3 separate regions of the Ovis aries genome follow, and regions 1 and 3 are each linked to region 2. Evidence: chromatin contacts called from public Hi-C data. All regions are on one chromosome and are shown on one strand. Each heading gives the region's core, a stretch centred on a gene start, on an enhancer-like site or on the middle of the called end of the contact. The rest is flanking DNA. Distances are from core to core; before and after follow the strand shown. Region 1 has its middle 97 kb from the start of ST3GAL1. Region 2 overlaps CCN4 (cellular communication network factor 4). Region 3 has its middle 51 kb from the start of NDRG1.

The links. Hi-C and Micro-C count contacts between places; a contact is called where the count stands out from the background.
Region 1: a contact with region 2 is called in a Hi-C map of tail adipose tissue, with 7 times the contacts expected there. The contact joins two enhancer-like sites. A contact is called at or near these places in 14 of 16 Hi-C or Micro-C datasets (blood, hypothalamus, liver and 6 more).
Region 3: a contact with region 2 is called in a Hi-C map of tail adipose tissue, with 2.6 times the contacts expected there. The contact joins two enhancer-like sites. A contact is called at or near these places in 2 of 16 Hi-C or Micro-C datasets (both in tail adipose tissue).

What each region holds. Positions count from the first base shown.
Region 1 is chr9:21,055,653-21,058,991 of ARS-UI_Ramb_v3.0, forward strand. No RefSeq gene overlaps it. Among named protein-coding and RNA genes, the nearest start is that of ST3GAL1, 97 kb to the left of the region's middle. Within about 2 kb of position 1,704, at least 12 of the 54 cell types and tissues checked have an H3K27ac peak or open chromatin away from gene starts, as enhancers often do. A contact at or near this core is called in tail adipose tissue, where this site is marked.
Region 2 is chr9:21,240,813-21,243,942 of ARS-UI_Ramb_v3.0, forward strand. All of the region lies in intron 2 of CCN4 (cellular communication network factor 4), which reads right to left. Among named protein-coding and RNA genes, the nearest start is that of CCN4, 23 kb to the right of the region's middle. Within about 2 kb of position 1,544, at least 12 of the 54 cell types and tissues checked have an H3K27ac peak or open chromatin away from gene starts, as enhancers often do. A contact at or near this core is called in tail adipose tissue, where this site is marked.
Region 3 is chr9:21,112,536-21,115,846 of ARS-UI_Ramb_v3.0, forward strand. No RefSeq gene overlaps it. Among named protein-coding and RNA genes, the nearest start is that of NDRG1, 51 kb to the right of the region's middle. Within about 2 kb of position 1,401, at least 38 of the 54 cell types and tissues checked have an H3K27ac peak or open chromatin away from gene starts, as enhancers often do. A contact at or near this core is called in tail adipose tissue, where this site is marked.

The sequences.
Region 1 (3,339 bases), core at 454-2,953, 180 kb before region 2:
CTTTTTAGTTCCTCTTCACTTTGTGCCATAAGGGTGGTATCATCTACATATCTGAGGTTATTGATATTTCTCCCGGCAATCTTGATTCCAGCTTGTGTTTCTTCCAGTCCAGCATTTCTCATGATGTACTGGTGCCTACGTATAACCTGTTACTGCAGAAACTCGAGAGCCCTGAGGGTGCCTTCCGCCCCACCATGATGTCCACAGGTCCTTGCTGTCAAAGACCTGGATTCAGACAGGGACTTTTCTGCGAAGTGGGAACCGTGATTCCTGATGTTAGGTATGTGTGTGTTAGTCACGCAGTTGTGGCGGACTCTGCAGCCATATGGACCATAGCCCTCTAGGTTCCTCTGTCCATGGGATTCTCCAGGCAAGAATACTGGAGTGGGTTGCCATGCTCTCCTCCAGGGGCTCTTCCCGACTCAGGAATCAGACCCACATCTGATGTCTCCTGCATTGGTGGGCAGATTCTTTATCAACAGCATCACCTGGGAAGCCCAATGTTATATATATATATTTATATATACATGTCATTTGATAAATATGTACCAAGAGCCACTGGGGGCTGGGGATGGGCAAGACAGTTTCCCTGACATCGGAAGGTCACAGTCTTATGCCAGGGAGACAGCAACGCCAGAAAACATGGGAGCTTCTTAATGATGATCATAACTCCCTTTCACATGCTGTCAACGGGGGTTAAGGGCTTTGCCTACATTAGTCTCATTTAATCCGCCAGCAATCCTGCCAAGAGGCACTGTTTCTGGAAGAAGAGAATTTAACAAGGAAACAGATTCCAGGAGATGAAGTCGCCTGCCAGTGAAGGAGCGGGGAGAGCCAGGACTCCAAAAGCAAGGTGCTGAGATCCCCACCAGAGTGTGTGGACAGGGAACTGTCTGCTCTGCTCCAAAATGAAGTAATTTGGAGATGCGCCCCCCAACAGCCTGGTTTGCCCTGACCTGGGAGCTGCCCACATTCCACGGTGACCTTGGTCAAGAGCTGGACCCGAACACTGAGAGACACTGGCCACCAGAGGGCGCAGTGGAATCGCCTTCGGCCAGATCGTCAACACAGAGTGTCTGAAAATGGTATGAGAAAACACACACCCAGGTCAGGATTTAAAATGACTTGGCATTGATTAGTTGGGACAAATTCTGGACAAAAGATACAAAGACACTAAAAAAAAAAACAACAACAACAACAACAAAACCAATTACCACTTTTGAAGAGACAGAGGCAAAAGCAAGTGGCTATGCATGCCACCACCCCACCCCCCGCCACCCACCTCTCGCCGCCCCTGCCAACACATACACACCACCTCCTAAGGGGTGGGCAAACCACCTCTCCAGCCTGACCCCAGGACACACCCCTACCCTCACCCCATCTTAGGAACCAGCTCAACCCTCCTCAGGGAGTGAGCCAGCAAGCAAGGGAAACTGTTGATTGTTCTTGCTTCCCTCCCTGCTTCGGTAGTGGCCCCAATATAGCTTTGCCTGGAAAAAAAAGACTTGGCATTGAGAATTATCAAGTCCACACCCTCCAGATAAGGACATTGAGATCTCTGTCACTTCGCCAAGAGAATTGGGTCAAGAGGAAAAGGCTGGACGCAGTCGGAAAAGGTCAAAACCCCAGCAAGTGTGGACTGGCTAAAAAGCTTTAAATGATGTCACATTGTCACACAGCTTAGCTCTCCCCATGGTCTGCTGGACCTCTGGACCTCAGATTTCGCTAGCTTAAGACTCCCGCCCTTTCTGTGACTCATTAGCCTTGTAACTTACAGGATAAACCTGATTTCTTAGAACCTCAGCTTCTCAATCTGTAGAATGGGTACCAAAAGACAAAGTCTACAGAAAGGCAAGAGGGCAGCCCCACATTTTCTGAGTCCTGTCTCTGCTCCAGGCATTCATTATGCTTTTTCTCATTCAGTTCTCACAAGAGCCCCCACGGATGAGTTAGTGCTACCACTTCCAGGGAAGACTTGAGGCTCAGAGCCTGTTAGTTACTTGCCTGTGGTCACAAACTCCATGAGGGGTTAGACGGTTCAAGATCAGACGTGACTGCATCAGTCAGCATGCGACAGGCTGGTGCTACAGTAACAAATAAGCCCACAGACCCCAGTGACTTAGGGCAAAGCGGCAGAGGCTTATTTCTTGCTGGGTCAGAGGCTGGTGGGTTTGGCCGTCCATTCAGGCTCCCCCACTGTCTTCGTCTTGTGACTGTGCCGACCTCAACTTCAATCCACAGTCTTCAAGGTCACTGGCAAAGGGACGAGGGGGTGGAGATGACTCACTAGTTCTTAACTTGGAGTCCACACCCATCACTTCCACTCACAGGCTACTGGCCAACGTGATCTACCCATGTGAACTGCCGGGGAGGCTGGGAATGTGGGGGACCATCTGGGATAGCAGAGGAGCAGTATGTCCACCCATGTCTTCCTCGACGTCATGGACATCAGGGAGCTGACTGGTGAGAGGGCCCCAGAGTCCTGAGGGTGCCTGGGTGGAGCGCTCCCTTCTGCAGGCTCAGCAAAATGCAGACAGGTCAGCCCAGAGCCTAGGGAGGGGCCCCAGAGACAGGGGGTAGTGGAATCAAGGCTGTTCAGCCCAGTCTTCATCCATGCCTTCTGTTATCACAAGGGCTGGTGTGCAGACTAGGAGCTTGGTGTGTCTGGGTGGCTGCTTCTGCCACCTTTGTCTGGCTCCTTCTGTGCAAGATGGCCCGTCCCAGGGTAGACAGCCCAGCGATGGCATGAGCAGCTGTCTCCTGGGGGAAGGGAGCTCTTCCTGGCAGCTGCCTCAGCAAGTCCACCGAACTACTCAGGGAGATGCTAAGAGTAATTTGGGCATCAGGGAAAGCACACTGGGAAGAGAGGGTGGGTTTTGCCAGTGAAGCCAGGCCACTCCCATTCTTGCAGGCAACATGGCAGTAGTGGCTACACACGGGGTCCCGCATCCCTGTTATCAGGTCTGTACACTGGGGGACCTGGGCAAAATCGATGTGTCTCAAGCTTCGACACCGAAGGATGCCACTCGCCCAAAGTCACAAACAAAAGTTCCCTAAGCCCAGGAACGCAGTCTGTTTCTTCTCTTTGGAATTCCAAACTACAAGCACAGTACCAGGTACAGAGAAGACTCTTAAAACTTGTGTTGGTTGACCATGTGGGCCTTTGGGAATTCATTCTATTTATACAGAATGAAAGGGGCTTCTCTGGTGGTCCAGTGGTTGAGACTCCACCTGTGAATGCGGGGGACACAGGTTCGACCCCTGGTCCGGGAAGAGCCCAAGGGCTGCAACCACTGCCCCATGCTCCCTACAGCTCATGCTTTGCAACAAGAGAAGCCA
Region 2 (3,130 bases), core at 294-2,793:
TCACAGGAGGGAAGGTGCTTGGTCACCTGACCTGCTTTGTGTTAGGCTTCCTTGCATTGCTGACTTCATCGCAGAAGGAAAAGCGACCATGTCATCACCTGCATTTTCACCTGCTGCTAACTTGCATCTCAGTGAGGTTGAGTCACACACCTAAAGTGACAGCGCTCAGCTCAGCGGAGCAGAGGGGACAGGATTGCAGCCTGTGGCGATGCTGGGGTGACTGCTGGTTTTCCTGGGAGGTGACTGATCTGGGGGGGGGAGGGACCAACAGGAAGGGCGCTAACACTGCCCGTCCGATCTGGAGCCAGGCACCATCTGATAAGTGATCTCAAGCAGTCTCGAGGTGACTGTCCTAGAAGAGCTTTGTTTTCTTTCTTTGGCAGAGAGGGGAGCTGGGTGGGTGAGGGGAACAGTGATTCATCTTCTCAAGGCCCCCCAGCTGGTGTCTGAAGAAGCTGCACCGCCCCCCCCCCCCCAAGCTCTGACTCCACTGTCCATTTCCTTCCATCGGATACCAATAAAAGAGGGGAAATAGGAAAGCAAAACAGTGAGTGAATCACCTAGTGAATCACTCATCTTTTGTTCTGAGTCAGCCTGGCCTCACCCTCTCACTCCAGGGAGAGAGTGTGCTCGTGTGTGTGGGTGGATGGGAGATGGAGTGCTGAAGCCAGTCTCTGCCCCTGGGTGTGGGAACTTTGGGTGGCGAGGGCACTGCTGGGTGCTGGGAGCCTTAGCACAGTAGCTCTCATTGCCAGCGACACAATGGTACTACCCCAGGGGAGCTCTTTAAAATCATGATGCCCACACCACGCCCCAGTACCTGGGGGTGGACCTGGGCTTGGGTAGTTTTGCTTTTTATTTTTTGACCTTGTTAGCTCCGCACGTGAATCCAGTTTGCAGCCAAGATTGGGACCATTTGCCTCCAGAAGTTGTTCACAGTCTCCTGGGAGGTTTGGGAGGTGGGGGCAAAGATGGATGGTGGGTGGCTGTGATGGCCCCACCAGTGGACTCTGGCACCCCTTCCTTATTCAATTTTTTTATAGCTGATTGAAGGACGAGCTTCTGATCAGATGGGGAAGCTGGCCGAGCCTCCTTCACCATTCAGACTCTCGGGTCCATTCAAGCATGACCTGGTGGGCTTTCCTCTTATTGAGGGACTTCTGGGAATTCAAGTCGCCTTGCTGTGCCATCCAGACCTTTACTCTTCTCGCTGCACCCCTGGTCAGCTTCCTGGGAGCAAGGACAGTGGGCCATGCCTTGTTGTAACTCCACTGATGTGCTATCACTAACCTATGTTCATTATGAGTGAATGAATCAGTGGGTAGAGGGATGGATATCAGGTGGGGTTAGCCCTCCTCTGTATTGGGCTTCTCCCATGTATCAGGCACTTGACATCCAAACCACCCAAAAAGGTAGGCATTATTCATTGCATTTTCCTTGATGAGGAAACTGACATTTAAAAAGGTTAAGCAGTTTCCCTAAACCCATTGTGTTAGTTGATTATGTTGCTGAGGTTTGAACTTAGGCTGTCTAGCTTCAAACACAACGCATGGGTTTTCTGTTCCTTTACTCATCAGACGGGAGAATCAGAGCTTAAAACTAGCCCTGCCCCCCAAACTCTGAGGATAACCCTGGACAAAGCTAAGGGAACGTTTACAAAGGAAATCTGAAGGAATATTCAAGAGCAACTGATCACATTTTAGGCTCTTGTGAAATTCTTTGTTTAGCCTCAACCATCATACAGAGTTGGTTCGATCAAGCTCCTTAAGTGATGTGCCCATGGTCACGTAGCCAGCAAGTGGCAGAGCCACGATTCAAAAACCCAAGTCTGTCTGCCTGTAAATTTCATGATCCTTCCAGCAAACCACACTGCCCTCAATCCTGACCCAGCTGCACTGAATGCAAACTCATGTTTGCACAACCAAAATAGCCAAACAGTTTAATTCAGAGGTCACTCTCTGCCCACAGATGATTTAGCTTGGCCCACAGAGTGTTTTTTTAAAAATGTCTTGAATGCGTTGCCAGAATTACAAATCATACATGAACCTGGATTTTGTTTTCTGGATTCTCTTGAAAGGTAAGTAGACTAGACCAGATCAGGCTCCCTCTTCTGCCTGACCTCAGTGGCTAAAGTTTACGTTCATTAGTTTGCCATAGTCCCCACCATCCCCTCTTTGAGTCATTTACGGCAGTGTTGCAACTTGCTTTTTATTGCCTTGTCCTGGCCTAATTACAAGCACATCTCTAAGGACAGATTTAGCCTGCCCTGGGGAATGTCCGTTGGTTGTTGGCCATTTGCTAACAGATTTTTCTATGTAAATAACTTCTTCTTTCTTTTTCCCCTCTGGCCCCCAATATCTCCTTCTCTATCATTTTCAGACCCTGGACTCTCTTCTTTATTGCATTAGGGTTCCATGAATTTAGACACTATGGCAGTATTTCTGAGAAGATGTTCCATAGAACATGGGGGAATTGTGTGTGTGTGTGTGTGTGTGTGTGTGTGTGTCTGTGTGTGTGTCTGTGTCTGTGTGTGTATGGTGTGCAGGTGGGTGACTGGGTAAAAATCTGCCTGGAAAAAAGTATTCACTGTGTCTTCCTATGATAGCTCTGTTTTTGGAATTTCACAATGGATGTGGACATTTAACACTTCTGAAGAAGTCTGTTCTCCTTGTTGAACCTTATTTATTCCAATGTCTGTAGACCTCTGTGACTGGAGAACCCTAGGCCCATGTCATATTTATTCCAGTATCCTGAAATCCACCATCTTCTTTCCAATTGCAAGGAAAGAAGCTACATGGAGACTCATGATAAGGGGGAACCGAGAGGCTATGTTGAGTAAAGAGGTGACTTATAAAGAGGTAGGGGAATGGAGTAGAAAGAGGTGATTTTCCAGGTCCTGGGCGGTAGAGACAGGCAGGAGAGGAGACAGGCGGGAGAGAAGACAGGCGGGAGAGGAGACAGGCGGGAGAGGAGACAGGCAGGAGAGGCACTTGTGGGTCTGCAGGGTCTATGGGTCCATGGGAGAATGTCTATAAAATTGTGGTGCCTGGCATGTGGTGAGGTGTCAGTGCAACTTTAGAGACTCATATAGTCAGTGAGTTGCCTTGAAGGACAGCTGTAAAAGGGGAAA
Region 3 (3,311 bases), core at 151-2,650, 130 kb before region 2:
TGTTTATTTTTAATTGAAGGAAAATTGCTTCATGGTATTTTGTGGGCCTCTACCATACATCGACATGAGTCAGCCATAGGTATACATGTGTCCCCTCCCTCTTGAACCTCACTTCCACCTCCCACCCCTTCCCACCCCTCTAGGTTGTTACAGAGCCCCCATTTCAGTTCCCTGAGTCGTACAGCAAATTTCCATTGGTAATCGGTTTTACACATGGTAGCGTATAGGCTTCCATGTTCTAGCAACCATGTTTTAACAAGTGAAAAGAAGCAAATGAAATTAACTCAAAATTAAAATTTTTATTTAACCCAATAGCCTCAACATGATTTCAACATGTAGTTAACACAAAAAAATATTGAGATTTTTTTATATTCTGTTTTGCCTTCTGAGTCTTTGAAATCTGGTGTGTATTTCACACTGTGTAGAATTCATCTCTATTCAGAGGCTAAATTTTCATCTCAAGTACTTGATCTGTATTTAGATTTCATAAAATCTGCAGTCGGAAGAAGTAGGTTCACATACTTAACTCATTCCAAACACACTTCAAACTTTTCCACTATCTGCATTGGGTATATTGGCTTTTAAATGTTCCTTTTAACAAATTAAAATGAAATCCAGTGAAAAACTCAATTCTTCGGTTTCTCTGGTCACACAAGTGCTCCAAAACCACATGCAAACTATCATATGGGCAGTGCAGTCCCAGCACCTCACTCATTCGTTCACTCATTCATTCATTCGTTCACTCATTCATTCATTCGTTCACCATCCCGTCTCTGGGTAGACCCCTACCCCTGTCAGCCAGAGCAGCAACCCCAAGAAGGAGCAGAGAGGGAAACATGGTCCTGTCCTAGGGCAATGTCATGGTGTCTCGTTTCTCCCCCACCAGCTACTTCCCTTCCTTGTATCTCAGTCTCCCTGTCTGTAAAATGGGCACAAGGAAGTTGCCTGTCAATAGTCCCCAAAGGGACCCCAACTCCCCACTCAGCGTGACCACCCTGGGGAATGCTCATAGTCTTTCGGTCTGACTGAGCTGGCTTTGAATCTCAACTCCTGCACAAGTCACCTCCCTCTTCGAGCTTCAGTTTCCCCCTGCTGGCCTGGCAGGACTACAGAGAGGATGGCAGGAGGAAGCTCTCTCTGCAGGAGTCCTTAGCGCAGCAACCCCGCCGCCCAACCCTCACCCGCCTGCGTGAATGCCCGGGAAGTGAGGGTGGCAGGACCACGGACAGGACAGACCTAGCGGTCCCTCCTAGGAAAGAAGGAAACTGGAGGGAGCCGCAGTGGAGGCAAGTCCTGACTGGCGGAGCAGGTGCAGTGGCGGGCCACGTGTTCCCGCTCAGGGAAGGGCGGCCTCTCCCTCCGGGGCCCAGGCCCTGGAGCCCCAACCTCCACTGCCCGGCCCTCTCTGGGGACCACGCCCTCACTGCGGCCCTGCCCTCCCGATGACCACGCCCTCCCGGGGCGCCGCCCCACATCTGGCGGAGGAAGCCTGGCTCACGGGGCGCTGAGTCACCTCTCGGTCTAGAGGGATTCTTGGGAGGTGCGTGAAGCTCAGCACGTCCCATCCCGGACTCAGGCGGGCAGGATGGAGGGGAAGGTGGTGGCGGTTTCCCGCAGCAGTTCCCCTCCGCTGCGGGGCAGCTCCAACAGGAGAAGACCCCGATGTAGGAGCACCAGCTAAGGGCCCTCTTGGGGTTCAGGCGCCCAGACCCTGCCCAGGCCTTCTGGAGCCCGCGGCTCCACGTGGGAGAGAGACCTGTAATTTTATCCTGAGGCAGAGGGAGCTTTGGTGCCAGGCCGGGCCATCCCGCCGCAGGGACTCTGGGCTCAGTCCTTTCTCTGTGAAATGCAAGTTGGCACACCTGAAAATGGCCATAGATAAGGTTGTTCTGCCCTGTCCTACAGGCTGCTAAAAACAAGTGGAGCTCAGAGGGTGCAAAGGCCTCCCTGAATTCTGATGGAGAGGCTGGTGGGGCTGGGGGTGCTGTGGGAGAGCCTCAGGAGGGAAGGGACCCAGGTTCTTGTTGGGCAGCTATGCCCGGCTTGGTCTTTTGGAAGATTCTGGAGGAACTGGGAGGGTCTTACCTATCCCCCACCTCTCTTAGTTTGCCTCTCTGTTGAATGGGCATAGTCCATCTTCTTCCTACTGCTAAGTGTGTCCTCAGGATGAAATGATGTGGAGGGTGGGAGGTGGAAGGGGGCTTCCTGACTGCCGAGGAACCTCACTGGCTCTTTTTTCACTTGGCAAAATGCTTGTCGCTGTTAGAGCCACCTTGTTTATTTGGGTTTTGTTTGTCTCCCCCTCTAGACTCTGCTCTGTGTGGGCTGGAGACTTCCTGGCTTTGCTTCCCATTGTGTCTCCAGTTCTTAATTAGCCCTCAGAAATGTTTGTTAAATGACTGAAAGGCAGTGAGTGACAGAGGGCATGCAGAGAGTAGGTGCCTGGTTGGGTCACAGTGAGAGCAGGAGGAGGTTCTGAACTTCATTGACTTATTCCCTGGTTCTGGTGCCAAAAACTCAGCCTCTGTGCACCAGGGTCAAATCAAATCTTGGAGACAGGGTTTGGGGTGAAGTAGAAAAGAAAAGCTTTATTGCTGTCCCAGACAAAGGGGGACCCAGTGGGCTTATGCCCTGAAAAACTATGAGTCCCAACCCAGGGGGATTTGGTAAGGAGTTTTATAGCAATGGTCCAAACGTGGAGTGCTGATAAGAACCAGTGTATCTGGAAGGCCTAGAGTCCTTCACTCCTGATGAGCTTCTTAAGGTTATCAAACTGTGACCTTCTCTCTGGAACATCTTCCATTTGGTGAGGGTTTGAGTGCTGCAGAAGAGCTCAAAGATACTGTTATGTTTATCCCAAACTGTGGTGCTGGAGAAGACTCTTGAGATTCCCTGGGAGTACAAGGAGATCAAACCAGTCCATCCTAAAGGAAATCAAGCCTGAATATTCATTAGAAGGACTGATGCTGAAGCTGAAGCTCCAATACTTGGGCCTCTTGTTTGGAAAAGACCCTGATGCTGGGAAAGATTAAGGGCAGGAGGAGAAGGGGGCAAAGAGGATGAGATGGTTGGATGGCATCATTGATTCAATGGACATGAGTTTGAGCAAACTCCAGGAGATGGTGAAGGACAGGGGAGCCTGGCGTGCTGCAGTTCACGAGGTTGTAAAGAGTCAGACACGACTGAGCCACTGAACAACAATCTCTTGAGGGGGAACCCGGACCCTGCCCCAAGTCTGTACTATTGTTTCTAGACTGTTCCTCCCCTTTCTCTGCCTCTTCTCCGATCCCTGATTAGCAACTGTTTGAAAG